Linked DNA regions of Bos taurus: region 2 is linked to region 1. A link is a contact called in public Hi-C data. All regions are on one chromosome and are shown on one strand. The core of a region is the stretch at or near the end of the contact, and the rest is flanking DNA. Distances in the headings are between cores, read along the strand shown. Region 1 holds the start of ATP6V1C1 (ATPase H+ transporting V1 subunit C1). Region 2 holds the start of AZIN1 (antizyme inhibitor 1).

Evidence for each region. Hi-C and Micro-C count contacts between places; a contact is called where the count stands out from the background.
Region 2: a Hi-C map of skin fibroblasts shows a contact between it and region 1, with 6 times the contacts expected there. The contact joins the promoter of AZIN1 here to the promoter of ATP6V1C1 in region 1. A contact is called at or near these places in 2 of 11 Hi-C or Micro-C datasets (liver and skin fibroblasts).

The regions. Positions count from the first base shown.
Region 1 is chr14:61,445,899-61,453,445 of ARS-UCD2.0, forward strand. It overlaps ATP6V1C1 (ATPase H+ transporting V1 subunit C1), which reads right to left and starts at 4,807. Exons shown (of 13, transcript NM_176676.1): 1 at 4,672-4,807.
Region 2 is chr14:61,581,487-61,589,033 of ARS-UCD2.0, forward strand. It overlaps AZIN1 (antizyme inhibitor 1), which reads left to right and starts at 4,485. Exons shown (of 12, transcript NM_001082611.2): 1 at 4,485-4,861.

The DNA.
Region 1 (7,547 bases), core at 3,557-6,056:
GCATCCCAGTAAGTGCTCCAATATATAACTGCTTTCAAGAAACCAACACCTCAGTCTCTGAAATGCAACCACCTTTCACAGTAAATTTAAATTTCACAGTGAAGACTGATGGGGGTCTACATGCAAAAAAAAAACATTCTTTGACAGTCCTTGAAAATACCAAGCTGTTCACTAAAGTGGCTTATTTCAACCTGCACAAGGAGGAATACCTCAGATATCACGAAGTATCACACAGCCTTCCAACTGTGACACATCAGCGTCGAACAGAACTGATCACAGTGTAAAACAGCCCCAATCCATCCTTCTTAAAAGGCTGCTAATCCTTCCCTGGAAATTTTAATACCACACAAATAAAAGGTAAGAATAATTACCTGAATGGTAACTTCTGCATGAATGAATAATTCTGAATGCTAAATTCTATCCTTCAACAAGGAAACATCTTAACTGGGATTGTTGGAGGGGCTTACTCACAATAAAATTTGTTTAAATAAAAGCTTCCAATAACAACAAGGAATTCTACCTCTCCAGGGAGACTTTGGTGATTTATATGTAAGTTTGAAATTGTTAGGATACACACCTTCTTTAAATCAATCTTAACTTTTGTGTTCTCTTGTCTTCAACTGAAACAGCACTTATAGATGGCCTATAATCACATTAAGGATTACCTGAACTTCATGCCATAAATATACTGAAATGTGAAAGACTTTTAGTAGATGTATTTTATAAACAGCCATCTTTTTTACATCTTTGTATCCGGCTAGAAGTACATTTGGAAAAGCCAAGCCTTACTTAGGCATGTTAATGCTAAGCTGCTTCAGTCGAGTCCGACTCTGTGCGACCCCATAGACAGCAGCCCACAAGACTCCCTGGTCCCTGGGATTCTCAAGGCAAGAACACTGGAGTGGGTTGCCATTTCCTTCTCCAATGCATGAAAGTGAAAAGTGAAAGTGAAATCGCTCAGTCATGTTCAACTCTTAGCGACCCTGTGGATTGCAGCCTACCAGGCTCCTCTGTCCATTGGATTTTCCAGGCAAGAGTACTGGAGTGGGATGCCATTACCTTCTCCTACTTAGGCATAGATGCCATCATAAAAACAGAAACAGGCCAGAAAGATAATAACACATAACACAATGTTAAAAAAAAAAATCTCTTGCAATTTCTGCTAAAGCAAGTTGAATCCACAGACAGGCAAGGAGATCACTGTACCATTACTGAAAGGAATCACCAGAACCTTCGGAGCGCCCAGACACTTCCTCTCTGCCACAGGCAACTCAACACTGACCCAGGGAGCAAACAATTCCTTCCATGCCAGGAAACTCCCTGACTCTACACTCATTGTCTCCCAAAATGTTACTTCCCTTCTCTTTCAGGTTGGTATCTGATAATAGTGACTGAATCACAACACCATGTTTCTCACCAGAAGGTGTTAATATCTCTAAGACGATGTATTCTAGCCTGAAATTCAACAAGCCAAAGACTTGAAACAAGTTTCATCACTCAAGTAAGCTTGAGATCCTGTTTCCTGGTAATGACAACCACTTATTAAATATGTGCTATGTTAGATCAGTACTCAATATGCTAAGCAATTTTATACTTGATTCCTTCGAGGAAGATGGTATCACCACCCCTATTTGCAGATGAGAGGGCAGTTAATGAAGTACATACATTTTACATGCAAGTTTACTAAAACACTACTCTTAACCTCTATGCCCCCAACATATAGTAGAGGGCCTGTCACTAAGAAGCACTCAGGTATATGTTCAACAGATAAAGGATGCCATCGCAAAGGGTGCTGCACAACCAAATGGTACCTCTCTCCTTCAGGAGTTTCGAAATGTCTGGGATCATTTTAGGTTGTCCCAATGTGGGGGTCACTACCATCATTTAGCGGCTGGTGGCCAAACAAGAGGCAGTTCTGTCCACAATGCCAACAGCACCCATGAAGAAACACTAAACTATAGGCTAGCCCATTAACAACAACAACAAAAAACTGTCATGGTTAAGTCAATCCACCTATTAACCACCTTTATTTACAAATAACTTCCTATTCATGGATAGTTTGCATAAAATATCTTAAAAGATACATCATCCTCTTTCTATAAAATACCATTTTTACATTTGTCTAGCATCTTATTTTCAAATACAGAGCTAAGGTTGTATCTTCTGGTCTATGATGGAACCAAAGCACCTCTCCTCCACCGCCCTAAGGACTCCTCTTGGAACTCAATAAATATACAGCAGATTTGCTACACCTGTGGAACAGAAATTTGCTTCATTATCAAGATCAGAGTTTGAATTTTCTAGTTCCAAGGATCACTCATGTCGAAAGGAAAATTTAGATTGCCTGGTGAAGAGAATTTAGATTGCCTGGTTCCACCGCTTGAGCTGTCTTTCCAAGAGCACCATGCTAATGGTTTACTGTGTCTTTAAAATATCAGTGAAATGTGAGCTGAACATGAATTAGATTGTAAATGAAAAGGTATAAAGTTGCACAGCCAAAGAGTGAAAAAGGTTTACTCTGGCAGACAGATCAGAACACGTACAAGAACAAAATTCAACTAAGAGGTATGTATCTCCATGGGGTCACAGACAGTCAGACACGACTGAAGGACTGAGTACACACACACACATTTGGTGCAAACTGTAGTTACCCCTAAGCAGACTCAAGCTCAAAAGGAAGACTGATCACTTAGGGACTGTGGACCAGAAGGAGACCCTTTGGCAAAGGTTTATTTTGGCATTCCAGCTTTGCTCTTTGGCCAATGCAATTATTTCCAAAGTTGTGGAAATAATCAGGGAATCAGACTTTTGAGGCCCAAATGTTTCTTTTTAGGTAGAGAGAACTAATGTAAATAAGGCTCCGAAGACTGACATCAAAAAATAAAAGTGATCATTTACTGCCCAGTTCTATACACGAACCATCTAGCTCGCGGCATTTAGTCAGATCCCGAGTACTGTTTCTTTAGATTTTATCTAGTCCCTGAAAGATACACCAAAAGAGAAAAAGATCCGGGAGTTCTGAGACATAAACCCGAGGTTCCCTCTTTCGGCACCATTTGAGACGTGCTGGTTGCCAGAGAACCGTGATTGACAAGCTGAGCACCTTTTGCCCACCCTGCTGCTTATTATCTCCTCCACCTGAACTGTAAACTGAACAGCTTCACCCAAACTAACTAAAAAACGGTTTTTAAAGCACTGACCACCGCTGCAGAATCCCTTTGAAGCTGTCCTACTCAAGTTTCACCGAAAGTGCTGAATCAAAGGTAAGAATGCACTAGGAGAAACTCACCCTTCTCTCTAGAGAGATTGTGGTTAAGTACTGGGCAGGTAATTGGCAGTCAGAAGACAGTAGAAGTTATGCTAGACTTAAAACACATCATTTGATCTGTTTCTAGGTCCAAGAGTCTATCTAGATAGGTCCCAGAGTCTATCTAGATAGGTCCCGGTCTATACGATGAATGGCACTTTCATCTACTTCCTCTCAAAGACCTGTGAGAACAAAACAAACAAGAAAGGGGCTTCCGGGGCGGCCCAGTGGTGAAGGATCTGCCTCGCAACGCAGGGGACATGGGTTCGATCCCCGGCCAGGAAGATCCCACATGCCTCAGGACAACTAAACCACAACTACTGAGCCAGCCCGCTAGAGTCTGTGCTTCACAAAAGAGCACACAACTCGAGAAACCTGCACACCACAGCTAGAGAGTATCCCCCCGCGGCAACTAGAGAAAGCCGGCTCACAGCAAGAAAGACCCAGCGCAATAAAAAACAATAATTTAAAAAAAAAACAAAAAACGTAATTCCTGTGACTGTTGTTCAATAAAAGGTATTCGGGAGTAGTTGACAGTACCAAAGGATAAGTTCAGAAGGCCAAAACTGTTCACAACTCCTTCACAAAGGAGTCTCCCCAACCCCCAAATGATCCAACATCTGTGTACTTCAGGGCTGTTTGGGGGTCGGGGGGGGTGGGGGGCGGGTAGTTACAATAACCCTCAGTGAGGGATGCAGACACAATCTAATCTTTTCTCCCCTTTGCTCCTGCGTTTCTCAGGTGATTCAATTCGCCGGTGTGACTCTCTCCTCCAGTTCCTTTTCAGAGTTTCTTGCCTACTCTTCCCCCATTCTAATTAAACAACAACAACAACAACAACAAACACTGTCTGAGTTCTCTGGAATCCCGTTTTTTCCCCTGTCACAGGGACCCTGCGTCCTCGGTGAGGGTCTCCTAGACCCTCTAAACTGCCATCACCTTACTCGCAAGCACGTACGCCCAGGGGAGGCTGTCCCGCTCGCTGTGACCTCACACACACCACCCCGTATCCTCATCTGGGCCACTCTGTTACCTTTCGTCCCCCGGAGCTAGGATTCGCTGTGACCCTTACCCCAACCCAAGGAGAAACGCCTCAGACCCGCAGTGTTTATGTCTGCCTCTGCCACAGAACAGCCCCTAGGGCCCTTTCTCTTTTCCCCTCCTTCCATTCCCCTTAGAGACAGAACCCAGGCCCACGGCGGCGACAAACTCGCGCCGAGAAACTGGACACGGCCGCCCAGCCGGCGGCTCCAACGCCACAGCCTCGGCCCCCGCGCGCGCCCCCATCCTTCCCAAGCCGCGACCACAGCGCGAGCTTCGGCCCGGCCGGGGTTTCCGAGGGGAGGTAGCCATCGCTCACTGACCCAGGGAAGTGTCAAACGAGGACGTGCCGGCAGTAACAGGCAGAGAGGCGGACAGCCTGGCAGGCGTTAACGGCTCAGCGCTCCATCCCCTCCCCGACCTAAGCTCCGGCCTCACGGCTTCCTCGACCGCGGCGCCTACGGAGCAAGTCACGTGCCAGCCGGGACGGTCAGCTGACCGCGGCGCGCTCCGCCCCGCCTACGTGCGCCGCTCCGCCTACGCGCGCGCCACTGCGCAGCCGCCGCGGCCGAGCCCACGGAAGAGGGGCGGGGCTGGGAGGCTCCCCGGGGAGCGGGGGAGAGCCAGAAGTCTGAGCGGGCAGAGCTCTTCCGGGGAGGGTGGGGTTTCTGCGTCTGGAGTTCCGCCCGCCACCTGTGAATTTCATCGCTGCCATCCTTAAGGTTACCCCACTTATTTTCATGTTTCTGCGGCTTGGAATTTGCCTTCAGACTTCTCCACTCAGGATTTTCTTCGGACAGCCCGGTTTTCTGAGTAATATCCTTAAGAGTTCCCTTCAGCCTCTGATTCACCTTTTCCTTCCAGTCCACTTCGAGTTAATTCCATAAATGTCCTTGGAGCATTTACTATACGCTCGTCATTGTGCTCATTATCTTAGGATTGTCTACCGACGTGAATCACTCCTTGCAGGAGAAAGCTTGTAATCTTGTTCGGGCGTCTATGAGGCCTGTGATAAACATCGGATAGTTGGAACCACAGTAGATAAAAATGAAAACCAAACAAGGTTACAGGGCAGAGGCACGGACAGGAGAAATCATGTCCTCTGGGAGAAAAAGATAGCAAACCGCTCTCCTGATATTTCATATTTCATCAGCTTGGGAAGGTAGGTGGTATTATTCTGGTTCAGAACATAGTTTAGAAACGTTCAGTCCAGTCGCTCAGTCGTGTCCGACTCTGCGACCGCAGAAATTGCAGCACGCCAGGCCTCCTTGTCCATCACCAACTCCCGGAGTTCACCCAAACTCATATCCATCGAGTCGGTGATGCTATCCAGCCATCTCATCCTCTGTCGTCCCCTTCTCCTGCCCTCAATCCCTCCTAGCATCAGAGTATTTTCCAATGAGTCAACTCTTCGCATGAGGTGGCCAAAGTACTGGAGTTTCAGCTTTAGCATCAGTCCTTCCAAAGAACACCCAGAACTGATCTCCTTTAGAATGGACTGGTTGGATCTCTTTGCAGTCCAAGGGACTCTCAAGAGTTCTCCAACACCACAGTTCAAAAGCATCAATTCTTCAGCGCTCAGCCTTCGTCACAGTCCAACTTTAACATCCATACATGATCACTGGAAAAACTACAGCCTTGACTAGACGGAACTTTGTTGGCAAAGTAATGTCTCTGCTTTTGAATATGCTATCTAGGTTGGTCATAACTTTCCTTCCAAGGAGCAAGCGTTTTTTAATTTCATGGCTGCAGTCACCATCTGCAGTGATTTTGGAGCCCCCAAAAATAAAGTCTGACACTGTTTCCACTGTTTCCCCATCTATTTCCCATGAAGTGATGGGACCAGATGCCATGATCTTAGTTTTCTGAATGCTGAGCTTTAAGCCAACTTTTTCATTCTCCTCTTTCACTTTCATCAAGAGGCTTTTTAGTTCCTCTTCAGTTTCTGCCATAAGGGTGGTGTCATCTGCATATCTGAGGTTACTGATATTTCTCCAGGCAATCTCGATTCCAGCTTGTGCTTCTTCCAGCCCAGCGTTTCTCATGATGTACTCTGCATAGAAGTTAAAAAAGCAGGGTGACAGTATATGGTCTTGACACACTCCTTTTCCTATTTGGAACCAGTCTGTTGTTTCATGTCCGGTTCTAACTGTTGCTTCCTGACCTGCATACAGATTTCTTAAGAGGCAGGTCAGGTGGTCTGGTATTCCCATCTCTTGAAGAATTTTCCACAGTTTATTGTGATCCACACAGTCAGAGGCTTTGGCATAGTCAATAAAGCAGAAATAGATGTTTTTCTGGAACTTGCTTGCTTTTTTGATGATCCAGTGGATGTTGGCAATTTGATCTCTGGTTCCTCTGCCTTTTCTAAAACCAGCTTGAACATCAGGAAGTTCATGGTTCACGTACTGCTGAAGCCTGGCTTGGAGAATTTTGAGCGTTACTTTACTAGCATGTGAGATAAGTGCAATTGTGCAGTAGTTTGAGCATTCTTTGGCATTGCCTTTCTTTGGAATTGGAATGAAAACTGACATTTTCCAGTCCTGTGGCCACTGCTGAGTTTTCCAAATTTGCTGGCATATTGAGTGCAGCACTTTCACAGCATCATCTTTCAGGATTTGAAATAGCTCCACTGGAATTCCATCACCTCCGCTAGCTTTGTTCGTAGTGATACTTTCTAAGGCCCACTTGACTTCACATTCCAGGATGTCTGGCTCTAGGTGAGTGATCATACCATCGTGATTATCTGGGTCATGAAGATCTTTTTTGTACAGTTCTTCTGTGTATTCTTGCCACCTCTTCTTAATATCTTCTGCTTCTGTTAGGTCTATACCATTTCTGTCCTTTATCGAGCCCATCTTTGCGTGAAATGTTAGAGAACTTTTTAATTCAGTTTTTGATTTTGATTCCTATTGTGTGATTAGTTTCAAATACTTTCCCCACTTAGTTTCATTGAGACATTTTATCTTTTTCCCTTGAAGAAATTATGAGGAAAAAGCAAATCTTCTCTATGCATAAAAAATCAAAAACTTTTTTATTTTTTAATTCAGTATTTTTATATTAGGGAAGGTGAAGAGCTAGAGATCACAGAGCTTTTTAGGACAAGGGAATAGACATATCTGGTTTTCAGTCGTGGCTCTGCTGCTGACTAGCTGGGTGACCCCAGGCCTGTGAATTTCAGCTTCTTCACCCGTAAACT
Region 2 (7,547 bases), core at 3,235-5,734, 140 kb after region 1:
TTGCTTTCATGGAAGATTATCAGTGTACAAAAAGATGTGGTGGACAACTGAAAAAGTGTGAATGTGTCAACTATTCAAAACCTATATATTTTGGTTTTCTATAAAATAAAGTGTACTCTAAGAATGTATCTTAGCAGTTGGTGACAAAAGCTCAGCTTCTCTGTACACTGGTGCTGAATCAAACCTCAGAGACAGAGTTTTGGGTGAAGCAGAAAAGTTAGCGTAATTGCTTTGCCAGGCAAAGAGGGACACAGCGGGCTCATGCCCTCCAAACTAGGTGTCCCAACTTGGGGAAAATAGTGACAACTTTTATAGTAATTATTCAAAGAGAGCATGATCAGCTTGTGGACATTCTTCTGATGGGCTGGCAGTGAGCTAACTAGGAGTCGGCATGATCCACCTTCAAGTCCAACAGGTCTGGGGTTTACATATCGGTAACTTCTCCCTCCCGGAAGGGATTTCAGTATCTACAAAATAGCTTGAAGATATTGCTGTGTATATCCATTGATGGGTTTCTCTTGTGGCTCAGCTGGTAAAGAATCCAACTGCAATGTGAGAGACCTGGGTTGATCCCTGGGAGATCCCCTGGAGGCTACCCACTCCAGTATTTTGGCCTGGAGAATTCCATGGACTCTATAGTCCATGAGGTTTCGAAGAGTCAGACAGGACAGCGACTTTCACTCACTCACTCATATCCATTGATGGGAAAATAAGACCTTGCCCCAAGGCTACTCTTGACTATTTCTCCCTGGTCTTGCATTCCCCTCCCTTCCTTAATTAACAACAGCTTGAATCTGCCTCCTGCACACTAAGGCAAGGTTATGGAGGCTAAATGAAGGCTGTTTTCCATAATCAAAGAAATGAGGGACACAGAAAGGCTCTGTGCCCAGGTGCTCCTCAGGGCCCTGCATGGTATCACAATAAAAATTCTTATTAAGCTCTTTTCAAACATTCCAATTAAATTATGATTTTCATGCTCAATTACCATTGGACTGTTTGTCACATTTACATATGTGACTACAAGATGTTTCTATTATAGGCTGATAATTTTAGGGTTACCCATTGTTTTTTGAGTGACTTGTCTTTATCAACGATCTAATTCATTCAGTCTTTTACATCTATTGGCACAAAAGCAAACAAGTTTGAATCAATAAACTAGGATGATCTAAGTGTGAATGGTATTATTTTATCTTAAGGCTCTCTATTTAATAATAATACTTTCTCTGGCACTACCTGTGATTTGTGTATGAGTAACCTGACTTGGCAAAAAACCCCAAACCTCAAACCCGAAACACAATTAAACACGCTGTTCTCATTAGGCAGCTATCATTCTGTTAAAGTTACTATGCTGTCTAGTTCATTGCAGTAGTTTTTAATGCTCTGTTATATGCAATCAAAGCTAGTATGATTTAGATTTGAATACACAAATACTAATTGTGAGAGTACATAGTTTGAATAATAAATTGTTGAGTTGCTTCACTGTATAAACAATGATGGAGTAGGGTTTAGTCCAGTTGAAAGAGTGGACATTCGCTGACTTCATCTCAGTTTCTCTTGACTCGAATCTCTGCCATGCGTCTGTACCTCTCACTGCACTGAAATTATTCAGTTAAAGGTCATGCATAACTTCTTTTCAGGCCCTTATCATTCTCCTACTGGATCCTTATAATAGCTTTCCAAGTGTTCTCCCTGCCACAAATATATAGTCCCTTTTCTTCTCACCCTTACACTCTCCCCTTTTCTAAAATTCAATTCACTCTTATGACAAACATTTTTGGCTAAGAATCCAAACTTCTTAACATGAGTTTGGAGTTTACCGATGACATGCCATTTTCCCAAATCAGAAGAATCCCTTTCAGGAATATGACACTCCGATCATTCATTCCATCTTGGAACACCCTCCATGAATGGCTTGACCTCACACTATTGTGATTCTTCTCCTACTCTTGGGCTGGTCCTCTTTCTCTCCTCTCTGTCATTTCTCTAAGTCCAGTGCTTAGATCCCTGTTCCTTTAGACCTTAACATTTCCTTAATTACCATGTCTAAAGGAGAGGGTCCCAAATTTACAGCCAAAAGGGCTCCAGATCTCTGTGTTTTCAGGGGCCTTTGGACCATTTTTACATGAATATCCTATCGACAGCTTGGACTATGCTCAAAGAAGGCTCATAGTCTTCCCCCCCAAACTGGGACATTCTATTTCTCTCTCCATTTGTGACTCCAGAATTCTCCCTGTTGATTAGTTTCATATCCCCAAATCATTTGATAACTTCTCCTCTCACTTCGATTTCCTTATAGCTCAGATGGTAAAGAGTCTGCCTGCAGTACTGGAGACCCAGGTTCGATCCCTGGGTCGGGAAGATCCCCTGGAGAAGGAAATGGCAACCCACTCCAATATTCTTGCCTGGGAAATCCCATGGATGGAGAAATCTGACAGGCTACAGTTGGTGGGGTTGCAAAGAGTCAGACACGACGGAGCGGCTTCACTTCACTTGCTCTCCCTTAACATTCAAAATTATCCCTTCTCTCTCTATGCCTTCATCTATGCCTTCCTCTCTTCTATTCCACATTTCCTGCTTTTCTTAACTATATAACAGTCGCCTTCATGGTCTCCTCTCTTCCAAACTTTCTATTTTCAATCCCATTGATGCTAGAGAAATCTTAAAAAAAATCTTTGAGTATATCATGTCCCCAATTAAACGGTACCGAAATGAAATCCAAGCTATGATCCCTACATTTCACCTCACCGTCCTTTTCAATCTCATTTGCAATCGTACCTATGTTGGAGCCAGAAAGCTAGTTCACAGTTCTTTGAACTGGCCCATTTCTGTGCCTTTTCTTAAAGTAGTTCCCTTGCCTGGAATATCTGCTCTCAAAGTCACTTATTTCCCATGTCTGGAGTGTCTGCTCTCAAAATCTCTACCTTTCTCCAGTAGCCTTTCTCTCACTGAGCTGCGGTTATTTCCCCCTTTCACTAGATTCCACACAGCATTTTCTCTGTTTACAACAATTACTTAGTTATTTGATGTAGTCTTAGTTCCCCTGCTAGACTGTTATCAAGATTCCAAGTGTATTCATTTCTAGCCTTCTTCCCTCCAGCAGGGGGTCCAGTAAAGTGCAGTGCTTGTAAATGTTCTGAAACGAAAAGACTTTTTAAGGAATGAAAGAGAAAACCAAGAGACAGCACAGTGAAATATGGAAATATGAAATCAGGAACAGAGTCCACAGCCTCTAGTTTTTACCTAGTACTTTCACCTCAGAACCTATATTCAGCATTGCTACCTTCTTACCCAGGGAAGCTCTCTCTTTCATATCTGATTTGTAGCAACCACAGTGCTACAAAGTAAACAGATGGTCGGGAAATGCCAGTGGAAAACAGTCTCAGTCTTTATCGCAAAGATTTTGGAGTGTGTGTCAATATATATTTCATTTGTGCCGTTGCGTCTGAGTTGCAAGACATTAGCACGGGAGGACTCAGGGTTTCTGATGGGGAGCGCGAAGACATTTTAAAAACATGAGAATAAACTAAAAGCCATGTAGGTCGTCCTAGGTTCCCCAGTAAAAAAAAGTTTGCTCTGGAGTTGTAAAATTAAAATGACCGCGCAATGAGACGCAGGGAATTGAAGTACTGTGCCCTTGTAACGTCGGTAATGCCCTCTCCAATACAGGTCCTTCATGAATAAGGACCGGGTCGGCCGGCCTCAACCCTTCTAAAAAGAAAGACATAAAAGCCACACGCCTTAAAAAAAAAAAATCCCTACTGCACCACACTGCAACGTGCGAACACTGGGGACATGCCCACGCGGTCACGAGCCCCTGCAACCACCCGAACACTGGGCCGAGCCGTTTTGGCCCTTAGGAACTCGCTTCCAAAAAAAGGAGCGCCGCATCCCGCGGGGGCTGAAGCTTCACCCCGGGAGGGCAGTCCCCAGGCGTAGCCTACAGAGGCCGCACAAAGCGGAGAGCTCTCGAGAAGGTAGGGGGGCGGGAAGCTCCGGGGGTGGCCCCTCTCTTTCACCCTCTTCCAGGCAGAGCAGGTTCCAAGCAGTGCAGGCGTCGCGCCAGCTTCGGGCCCGGACCGCGCTTGGCGCCGCGGCCGCCGGGCCCAGCTCCCAAAGCGCCCCGGCCCGCCTCGGGCGTGAGCGCAGGCGCCCGGGCGTCGGGGGCGCGGGCGACGCCGAGCTCTGTCCAGGTCACCTCCCTTCTCCCCCGCCCGCCCACGTCCGCGCAGCGGGCCCTCCACCGGCCGGGGAAGCGGCGGAGGGCGGGAAGTGGCCGAGGGCTGGGGGCGGGGGAGACAGGCACCTGCACCGCGGGGTCGCCCCGCCCCGCCCCCTTCGGCTCGCCCTGAGCCGGCCCCCTCTCTCTTCCGCCCGCTTCCCTCCTCTCCGCGCCGCGGCCCCGCGCCGTCCGGCTCGCGCGGCTGGCTGTGACGTCACCAAGCCCCGCCCCTCGATATAAAGCCTGGCGTTGCCGGCGCCGCCTTCCCACACTCGCTGGCTCTTCGCTGGGTTGCTGTGTGTTTCCTTTTTTCTTTTTTTTTTTTCCTCCGCCTTCTCCGCCTCTTCTCATCCTTTCTCGCTCTCCGGCTCTGCGGTGTGACGAGGCCGAATCCTCTCCGCACCCAGCCCTCTCGCCTTTCTTCTTCCTCTGCCCGTGCCGTTGTTCCATTTCTCTCCCTCGGCCGCCGCCGCCGCTGCTGCACAGCTGGTGTCGGTGCCGCGCTTTTCCCCCCACGTCGTCCCCGCAGCCTATGGCCCAGGCCGCCTTGGGTATTTCTGCTCAAGGTAACCACATCCCTCTTTAAAAATTCCGCCGAAAAAGAGAAGACGCTTTACCCGACTCTTTGGGCCGTTATCTCACGTGAGTAGTGACCCTAGGGGCGCGGGCTGGGCCGGGGCCGGGGCGCGGGGCGCCGGGGGGTGGGTCGGCCTCGGGGAGCTGTCGGCCGCCTCAGGCTGGGCCCCGCCGACCGGCCGGCATTCCCCTGCAGCGTCCCCGCGGCCGGCCACCTCGAACATGGCGGCTGGCGGCGTGTGTGGCGGCGGCGGCCGGTGGCTCGGCGGCGGCGCGGCGGGCTGGGGCGGCTGGCGCGCCTCGGGTGGCCGCCGAGCCGAGCCCCGAGCGGCCGCGGTTGGGGCGAGGGGGCGTGTGCGTGTGTGTGTGTGTGGACTGGGGGGCGCGCTCGGGGGTCTCGCCGCCGCGGGGCTCGGCGTCGCCTCCCGGCGGCAGGCGGCCCCCACCCCGCTCCCGTGGTGCATTGCTGTTTCCGGGGAGGGGGCCGGGCTGCAGCCCCGAGGGGCCCTGGTGCCGCCGCCCGGCCCTGAGCGGCGCCGCGCCGCGCCTTCGTCTCGGGATCCTGGGCTGGCGGCGCGGCTGGCTGCAACCGCCGCGGCCTTAGGTTATGAATGGAGCGGGGCGGGCCCGGCGCCGGCCTCCTGTGACAGCTGCCGGGGGAGGACGGGTGCCTGAGGGTGGGGACAGCGCGGCCCTCCCCTCTCTGCCGGAGGAAAGTTGACGCCGCTAAGGGGCCTGGCGGCGGGGAAACCCGGTGTCAGGTAGCGAGCAAGAGGCCTTTGGCCCCTTCTGGAAGCCTCGGGGCTGCCGCCCCGCCCCCTGCGGCGCTGGCGATTGGGCCGAGTCGCCTTCACTCACCCCGGGCCGCCTCCTGGAGCCCAAGAATTAGTCACGATGGCTTCGTTTTCCCGTCCGCGCCACGATTCCTGGGCCGAGAGAGGGAGAGCAGTAGGCTTGGATGGCTTATCAAGTACTATTTTGGCAGTTAACGGTGGTGTTTCAGTACTTCCCTGGTTGCTCAGACGGGTCAAGAATTTGCCTTGCAATGCAGGCAACCCAGGTTCGATCCCTGGGTTGGGAAGATCCCCTGGAGAAGGAAATGGCAACCTACTCCAGTATTCTTGCCTGGAGAATCCCTATGGACAGAGGAGCCTGGCGGGCTACAGTCCTTGGGGTCGCTAAGTGTCGGACGCGACTGAGCGGCTAACAATTTCCACCAACGGTGGTGTTTTAATAGCCTTACCCAGAGTATATCTGAAACGTGTGTTTCTTAGGCTAAGCTACTGGTTCGGCAGCCTGAAAAGGTCGGGCGCACTGTTAACGGCCCCATGATATTTTAGCAGGTTTAACGGGATTTTGTGGTTGCATCGTGGACACAGTAAGATATTTTGTGTCCAGTCGTGTTTCCACCCTTCAGCCTCCAGCTTGGATGGGAACCTGAAGGCTCAAGGGAGAGAGTCGATATGTGATGAGGAAAGGTTGTTACAGATGAGCCTGGCAGAAATACGGCGAATGACTATAGGGCAGAGCCCTGCCAACCCGTTGATTTCTTTTACAAATATAGGAGAGTGCAGATACTGGTTATGAAGGCAAATAAGCCCTGAAGAGTTTAGTGGGAAAGATATAGGCTCCTGATGGTCATAGGTGGTAGTGAAAGGTACCGTAATCAAGTAATCAGTGCCGTCCCTCTTGCCACTCAGGTTTGACTTAAACATTTTCAAACATATAGAAGGAGTGAAAGAATTGTACCCTCACCTGGATTCAGTAAACGATTAACATTTTGCTTTGCTTGTAATTGCTCTATTCATTTATCAATCTTTATTCTGTGTATTTCAAAGTAAGTTGGAGACACCAGAACACTTTACCCCTCCAACTTCAGTATGCACATATCATTAGTCTAACACTGTTTAAGTATTTCTTTAAAATCGGGTAAATTTTACATAACAGCAAAATGCACATGTCTTGAATATACCCTTTGACGAGTTTTGACAAAAATACAGCTGTGTAATACAAACCTTTATCAAAGATGAGAAAAGTGCCATCAAACCCAGAAACTTCTCTTTTGCCCCTTTAAGCTCCATCCCTTACTACCCACAAAGGCATTCACTGTTCTTTTTATTAACCATAGATTAGTTATTATGGAAGTTTATTCTAGAACTTCCATATAAATGAAACTATATATTGTGTGAAAGGTTTCTTTAACTCAGAGTGTTTTTGATATTCATCCATAGTGCACTCACCAGTAAATTGTTCCTTTTAACTGCCGAGTAGTAGTCCATTATATGAATACCTTGCCTTTTTTTTTTCTTTAAACAACTTTATTTTGGAATAATTACAGATTTGTGGAAAAGTTACAAAGATAATACAGTTATTACTTCATACTTCTCACCTAGTTTACCTTATAAGAGGTGGTACCTTTGTCAAAATTAAGAAACTGACTTTGGTACATTCAGTTCAGTTCAGTCGGCCACTCCTGTCCGACACTTTGCGACCTCATGGACTGCAGCATGCCAGGCCTCCCTGTCCATCACCAACTCCAGGAGTTTACCCAAACTCATGTCCACTGAGTCGGTAATGCCATCCTCTGTCGTCCCCTTCTCCTGCCCTCAATCTTTGCCAGCATCAGGGTCTTTTCAAATGAGTCAGCTCTTCACATCATGTGGCCAAAGTATTGGAGTTTCAGTATCAGTCCTTCCAGTGAACACTCAGAACTGATCTCCTTTAGGATGGACTGGTTGGATCTCCTTGCAGT